2 separate regions of the Rattus norvegicus genome follow, and region 1 is linked to region 2. A link is a contact called in public Hi-C data. All regions are on one chromosome and are shown on one strand. Each heading gives the region's core, a stretch centred on a gene start, on an enhancer-like site or on the middle of the called end of the contact. The rest is flanking DNA. Distances are from core to core; before and after follow the strand shown. Region 1 has its middle 43 kb from the start of Blk. Region 2 has its middle 20 kb from the start of Defb44.

The links. Hi-C and Micro-C count contacts between places; a contact is called where the count stands out from the background.
Region 1: a Hi-C map of liver shows a contact between it and region 2, with 6 times the contacts expected there. The contact joins two enhancer-like sites. A contact is called at or near these places in 11 of 12 Hi-C or Micro-C datasets (the A7r5 cell line, Schwann cells, frontal cortex and 6 more) and 1 of 1 datasets of contacts at active chromatin or transcription factors (oligodendrocytes).

Annotation. Positions count from the first base shown.
Region 1 is chr15:41,796,323-41,800,354 of GRCr8, forward strand. No RefSeq gene overlaps it. Among named protein-coding and RNA genes, the nearest start is that of Blk, 43 kb to the right of the region's middle. Within about 2 kb of position 2,574, at least 10 of the 93 cell types and tissues checked have an H3K27ac peak or open chromatin away from gene starts, as enhancers often do. A contact at or near this core is called in liver, where this site is marked.
Region 2 is chr15:41,506,274-41,509,950 of GRCr8, forward strand. No RefSeq gene overlaps it. Among named protein-coding and RNA genes, the nearest start is that of Defb44, 20 kb to the left of the region's middle. Within about 2 kb of position 2,283, at least 8 of the 93 cell types and tissues checked have an H3K27ac peak or open chromatin away from gene starts, as enhancers often do. A contact at or near this core is called in liver, where this site is marked.

The DNA of each region.
Region 1 (4,032 bases), core at 1,324-3,823, 290 kb after region 2:
AATGCACACATCCCTCCCTGAGGCTGTTCCTTATGCCACGATCTCCATGGCATACTTGTCTCTCCCATGGCACACACCCACCCTTTGACTCCCTGTAAGCCGTCCACGTGACGTGCCCCTCCTCGGTAGCATGCCCACCCAGCCCTCTGTCTCTTCTTGGGCACTGCATGGGGTCCCTGCATCATCAGCTGCTCCGGGAACTGATCCAGGCAACATCACTGGTGCGTAGGAAATGAAGATGCTGGTGGGATTTCTCCAAGTTACTTCTTCCAGGCTTGCATCGTTGTCCCCATAGCTAGGGTATATAGAGTAAGGGCTTTCTAAGAGGCAGTCCTCACCCTGCCTCAGGAGGTAGGAGGACTAAACTAAATACCAATATGCAAAATATTCAGATAACAGAAATCCCAGAGTTTGAATGTCTACAGACGTGACCAGGGGACCATGAAGTCCTCCATCACTGAGGGTCTAAGGGTCTGTGCTTAGACATGGAACACCATCTACCTCTTAGAAATGGCAGCAGAACCCAGAGGAAGCTGTGATTTCAAAACCAAGTGAGGACAAAACTAAATCTCTGAGATTCAGGTGACCTCCGTAAAGACCGAGAATTGGGTTGTCTGGTCTCCATGGGTTTTCACCCAGGATTTCGTCCAAATCCTAGATGCCTGAGCACTTCTCTGAGAGGCCACCCAACAAGGTCCTCCTTTGAGAAGGTGATGCTAGCTCTTGGGGTTGGGGGCGGGTGGAGCCGGAACTCACATCCTAGCCTTTGTGCTGTCAGACTGAAGCTCTTAAAAGTAAGGCCTCCTGGGAGTAGCATGCCTGGAGGAAGGCTAGCAGCATCACCGGGACTGGCACTGGAAGAGCAGGTCCCTCCTAAACACTGCTGGCAGGTATCTGGAGGCTGTGAATCATGTGGTCCTTCGCTGCATACTGTATGTGGCTACCAGATGCAGTTGTGCGTAAAATCAGTCCAGGTATGATTCCTGGCTCTTCCTATCCCGATATGTTGAAGAGCCCATTCATCAAAAAGCAATCAGTTAACATCCCTGATGTCTTTCCTTGCCTGAGCATCAAGGTTCTGAAGGCAGGCCCTGTTTGTTTGTCTTTGAAGGTATGCGTTGCTGAAGGGCAGCTTTCCAGATGAGCAAAAACCCCACAGATGTGCATGTGTGTGTGAATGTGTGCAAGTGCATACCTGCATCTGTGTGCGTGCACATGCGTGTGTGTGTGTGTGTGTACATGTGTGCATGCCAGTGCATGTGGGAATGTGTGAGTGTGTATGCATGAATATTCATGCATGTGTCTGTGTGTGTGCACATGTGTGCATATGAGTGCACCAGTGTGTGCATGCACACACATGAGCGTGCACAGAGAACTCACATCACCTTATGACATCATTGGTTTCCTGCATCTTCTGCAGGTGTTGTCCTGGCACGAATGCCTGCCATGTCTCGTGGTAGATCATGGTACACCTGTGTTTAGTTTGCTTTTCCTTTGCACTGTGCACCAAGCATCCTTTCTGTTTCTAGGCTGTGAGGGGCTCCCCCGACACTGCTCTACTCTTATCTACCCCTTGTCTCCAGGGTGTTTAGGAACAGGAAGCCCCCACCCCCACCCTTGGGTTTTCTTTTCGGTAATCCTTTGTTATACAGGCACTGCAAATATTTTCTTCCCCACTGACACCTTAACTTTGATCAGAGGTCACTCGGAGAGTCGCCAGCAGGACTCACAGGCAGGGCCACTGCTTCAGGCTGTTTAATTCATAGTCCCCCCCAACCCAATCTGTAAAATCCTAGCTGCCACCTTACGGGGCTGTGTGCTGTGGTACTGAGGACTTCAGAGGCTCTGTCAGACCCATCTGGCTTCTGCTTAGAGACTGCATTTGCCAGAGGTGAAGCTGAACTTGGAACTGCTTAGCAGAGGGACACACCCGCACGAGCCCGGAGGCTGGGCATGTCTGGCCTGGATTGGTGAACATTGAGATTCTTCACCGTCTCCGTTCCCACTGCACTGCAGTCTGTACTGAACCCTGCTCTGCTGGGTTATTTGGATTAGTGTGTCATTATCTATGGACTGTGGGCAAAGAATAAAATATTGGCTCGCCCGCCATTCAGTCACATAGCACAAACACCATGGGGCCTTTCCTATGCTATGGGCTGGGGTCATAGTGAGACACAGACACTGCCTAGCTTACCAGAGGAGGGCAGTGCCTGGCCAAAGATGCCTTCAGCTCTTCCTGACTTACTCAGACACATCCAAACACTGCCTGGCATGTGGGAGTGGGGGAAGGGGTGGGGCTACTGTGCAGCACTGGGGCCAGAAATATCCTGAGGAACATCATCAGCTGTCACATGGGAATCTGGGAGGTGAGTGAGACGCAGCATAATGAAGGAGTGATACCAATAAGCTGACAGGGTTTTACCGCCTCTCCCTGCCGGGGTTTCCTGGGTTGGCTGGCTGCTTGCCTGTGCACACGCAGCCTGCACACGTGCCTGCACGCACCTGTGCCCTGCCATCACCACCTCTGGACAGTTTTATATGCAGTCTCCTGCTCTCTGGAGAATAGAGGGCACAAAGCCCAATTGGGTCTCTGACAGACCAGGTCCTAGAGGTTCATGGGAAAAGGCCACTCACAGTCCAGGGCAATGACCAGGAGGCTAATTTTAACCACACAAGCCAACTGACCTTGGTGTGGGCAAGGGCTCCAACAGAGATGGCCCTAGATGGTACCCTGGCCCTTCTCTAAGGCAGCAGTCTGAGATAGTGTACTCTCCTCGCCCTCCTACCTCCCCTGGCCCTGTCAGCTGCTGGGCAGTGTTCCCTCCACCTCATCGGTCCTCAGGAATCTTCCTCCACCCCTGAGACCGGCTCCTGTCAGCCTCCATCAGCCTGTGAAGCCCACACAGACTTGGTGGTCCAGGGGCCAAGGTGAACAGGAGGGAGAACAAGTCCGGAGGTCTGGGGGAGCTGGAATCTGACAGGTTAGGCCCCCGGGTGACTCCAGGGAAGGTGCTTTCCACTATGGAGTGTGTCTGAGGGAAGGGAATGTGCACATATTGACATCCATCTGCATGCAGAGCCCTGTGCCTGCGGATTTCAGAACATTACACAGATCCCCCATGAGATGGAGAAGAAAAGCAATTGGTCAGGGTTCCCCGGCCCAGCTGAGGCAGAGCCGAGGGTGGCTTCTTCTTAGCTAGATCCTCCATGGCTTGACCCATGCATGGCAAGGCAGGCAAGGGCTGAGGTCAGGCCATGGGGATCCTGAGGCCACCTCTGCCTAGGCTACAGTTTTCTGTGCTAACCATTTCCACGTCTCTCAGGACACAGTAGCCAAGGAGGGCACTGCAGAGTCAGGGAAAGCCACCTGTCAGGGTCCCAGCAAGGAAGACCAGCGGGAGGCTCACCTTCAGAGTCTTGGTTTGCCCATTGGCAAAACGAGAGCAGGACCGCAGTCGATGCGCCCATGGGAGTGGCCAAAAGAGAACATGTCTGAGGCCTAGGCACAGTGACACACAGGTGGCACTGTTGGCCTGGAGAATGTCCTAGCACTCCAGGAGCCCAGTATCTTTGCTTCCTGGAGTGAGTGAAGACAGATGGTCCCCTTGGGAGAGGCCCTGTCTTATTCCTGGATGTTTCTCCTTGGGGTTAAGTGTGACCTCGGGAGGTAATAAAGTCACCACCTTCCATGACAGCTATAGGGCCTGCGCACCCTCAGGTTTAACTCAGCACAGTGTCCTGGATGCTCTCCAGTGATAGTAGGCAGGGATGTGACTCTATGAATCATGGGATGGTCCCAGGGATAGCTGGGACCCCATCCAACCTCAGAGCTAGCCAGGCTAGAGGCCGCAGCAGGACCTGCCTCTCCTTTTCTTGGTTCCTTCCTGTTATTTTTTGTGGCCCCTCAGCCCCCGGCCTGAGCTGTAGTTTGCTTGATACCTGGGGTACACCCCTGCTTCTCATTTCTCATATGAATGTTATCCTCTGTCCCCCAAGGCTGCGCTCTACAGTGCTAGACACTAAGTCAATGCT
Region 2 (3,677 bases), core at 1,033-3,532:
GCTGATGGCTCTGAACTGAGGACTAACAGGGGGAGAGTGAGGTGTGTGACTATGTCTACAACCAAACCTTGACATGTAAACAACTTAGCAACTTCCTTCTGCCTTCCTGTGGGTTCTTCTTGCAGAGTCCACATTCCATGTTGCTGCTGTTCTGATGGTTCCTGCTGAGTCTTCCCAGAGGATGGTGGTTTGCAACAAGATAAACCTGTTACACGGGTCTTCATATTGTCAGGTCTGCTGAAGAATTACACTGTTCTCTAGGCCATACACGAGCCTGGTTGCTACTCAGTTACCCAGATCACTCCAGGAAATCTGTGGATGGCGACAGCTATCAGAGGGCTCCTCAGTTACTAACCCAGCTCCTGCAGGAGCCCAGACAACACATTGTGCATTTTTATGATAGGTGTTGGCCTTTAAGGTCTAATTTTTTATTCTATATGTATTTGTGAATATCTGTGTGTGTGTGTGTGTGTGTGTGTGTGTGTGTGTGTGTGTGTGTGTGACACATGTGTCTGATGTCTGGGGAGGTCAGAAGAGGGTGTCTGATCCCCTGGAACTGTGAGCTATCTTCTGGGTGCTAGGACCTGAATCAAGGTCTTCTGCGAAGGCAGCAGGTGGTTTTTAACTGCTGGGCCATCTCTCCAGCCTACGACTTTGCTGTTATTTCTTGCCCTCATATGAATGAGGTATATAACACGTGATGAATTGAAATCTCATATAGCATAATAAAGACTAATTACTGCCATGGCAGGCTATGTTAAACACAAAGAAGCGTTTATAAAGCCAATTCCCAATATGAGCACCTGTAAGCTGTTGGGGTTTTTTTGTGGGTGTTTGTTTTCAGAGACTGGGTTTCTCTGGGTAGCCATGACTATCCTGGAACTCACTCTGTAGACCAGGCTGGCCTCAAACTCACAGAGATCCACCTGCCTCTACTCCCCAAATGCTGGGATTAACGGTGTAAGCCATCACGCCTGACTGCACACGTAACTTTCAGTGAATGGTAATATCTTGCCACTCTGGCTTCAGACACCTTAAGAAGAAAAGCAAATCATTACAGATAGAGCATAAATCTTTGTCATTGCCGCTATTCTAACCCAGACAGGTGAGCCTGACACCCAGAGGCTGTTTTCATCATTTACAGTCATGTTGTGAGCTATTTCTGAGCATATACTTCTAAGTAGCAGACAGAGCTACGCAAGCCCACGTTTGTTTTAAACCTAAGATTGCATTGGAACGCTACAGGCAATGCAGTGCCTGAAACTTCCAGCAGATGGCACCAGAGTCTCGATTAGTGAGGCTTTTTTTTTTTTTTTTTTTTTAACATTTAGCTGTGTTGGGCAGATGAAGAAAACTACTAGCGAAACAAAAGGGCTTCAGTTTTCCGTTTTTGGAACCGATAACACCGGAATCATTTCTTCCAACTCTTGCCCTAGGGGCGGACGACTCCAGAGTAAAGGACATCAGCAGAGGTGTGGGACTACTTTTCGGCTGTTGAAGCTGCTCACGTCACCTATGTGTGGATTGGAGGTCCTGCTCCAAGGACAGGTGGCTCAGGCACAGTTCATCACTGCATATGGTACCTCTGACTCCTGTCACATGGTTGTGGCTCCTACCGACTGGTGTGAACAGAAAAGCAGGAGCTATTTCTGAAGGTCCGGAGTTTGGAATCCACCCCCTGCCGTCTTGATGTACAGGGAAGGGATAGACTCACAAGCTCAGGGCTTTGAGCATCATCCGCTTGGGTACACACAGATTTGGCTGTTATTAAAGGAGAGTGCTGTAAGATGAGGCACTAGGCGAAGACTCGGAGTCAGAGCATAGGCACTGGAAACCTCCCAGAGCTGTGCGGACTGTGTTCAGCCTCTTCTGACGATTATCTCTGGCCCTCAAATTCATGGCAGCCAGGACACAGGCATCCACTCTTAATCCTACTCATGAAAATAGCTAACAGATACCGTTAAATTGAAGAAATTGAGCAGGGTAGGAAAGGAAGGGCTCACACCCTGATGACCCCTCAGGGCTCTGGTGCCCATATGGTCCTAATGTCTGGCCTAGAGGTAGGGATATGGACCCACAAGCAGGTCCTGGGGGTCCTGGAGACCTCGGGTTCCCAACAACTACCCAAGAGGCTTAGAGACGTGGCCACACTGCACCACCTCCTCTCCTGGCCCCTCCCTGACCTGCCCTCTCTCTGGCCTCTGGGCCTGAGAAGGCCTGCAGAGGCCGTGGGAGTTTGGCTACCATTATCTGGCCCTTATCACCACTAAGTTCAGGCTGACACGGAGCCCTCTTAGTTCAATGACGAGGGGCCCGCCCGAGGTCATGCCTGTCTCCAGAGAGCCGGGCCCTATCTCAGCGACCTACGGAAACCTTGGCGTGAGCTCATGCTTTCTGACGACAGAGAGGGTCCCTGCCCTATCACTGCCCAGACACCCACCCCCATGGCGTCTGGCATGAGCCTGGTGAAGGCTCCACCATTCTTCACTGAAATAGCAACACTGATAACCGCAGCAGACAGAAGTACATTGACGAATCTCCATTCAGAAAAGCACTTCTCCCTCCTCCCTCTGCCTTGATGCAGTCCTCCTGGGATGGACACGGCCATACAAGGCAGAATATGTCCTGACATAACAATAAGAAGATGGTGTGTCCATAGCCCTGCAGAATCCAGGCTAAAGCATACTTTTTCTCAGGCAGAAACACATCTTTGGATGCCAATCCCCACGGGCCAAGGGTGCTGCAGAAAGGATCGTGCCTGGATTGGTGATGTAAGCAGAGCACACTGGGAAGAGCCCTTGTGTAAGCACCCATAACAATTGTAAATCCGTTCTCCTTGTGGCAATTTCATTTCTTTGGGTACAAAGTTATCTTTCCTGTGTCAGGCCCATGCTACTGGAAAAATTGCTTATTGAAACTATTTCAGACCCAGATGAAACCACTTTCCTTCAAAGAGAATTCTGCTTGCTTATGCCTCAACAACACCACCTTAAACCCAATTCAAAGCTTAATGCTCCTTGGACTACCCAGGAGGCTATGTGACTCCCACCCCTAGGAAACGGGTGTGTATTTGGTTTAACCTGACGGTAGGGATACAGCACAGGATCCCTGCGCAGTGTAGGGAAATTTTCCTATTCAGTCTTTTGATTGATTTGGGATCAGGTTTATTTCTGTCTCCCATTCTTTGAGAGGCTCTCAAAATAAAATCCAATTGGCTAGGAGTGACGAATGTCCTGCAGGCAAAAGTGGTTCCTAGATTCTATTAGTAGCTTTAGGGACTGGTTGAGACTGGGGTTTGGGCCTGATTTGGTCCATATTACTAATGACTTATCAAATACTTGGGAGAACATTCTTGATCTAAAATTTGTTCTCAGGGGGTTGGGGATTTGGCTCAGAGGTAGAGCGCTTGCCTAGCAAGCACAAGGCCCTGGGTTCGGTCCCCAGCTCCGAAAAAAGAAAAAAAAAAGAAAAAAGAAAAAAAAATTTGTTCTCAGGGTCACCCAACAAGGTGACTGTTGGCAAAGGAAGGAGGCATTCTCTGAAGGCTTGACGAGGGAGGGAAGTACTTATGAGTCACCACTGCCATTGTGTGTGAGGAGGGGATCCCTAGGGGGATGATGGAATGATGGCTCAGCTCCCATTGGTCGAGTGGGCTCTCCTGTGCTTGCCATATGATC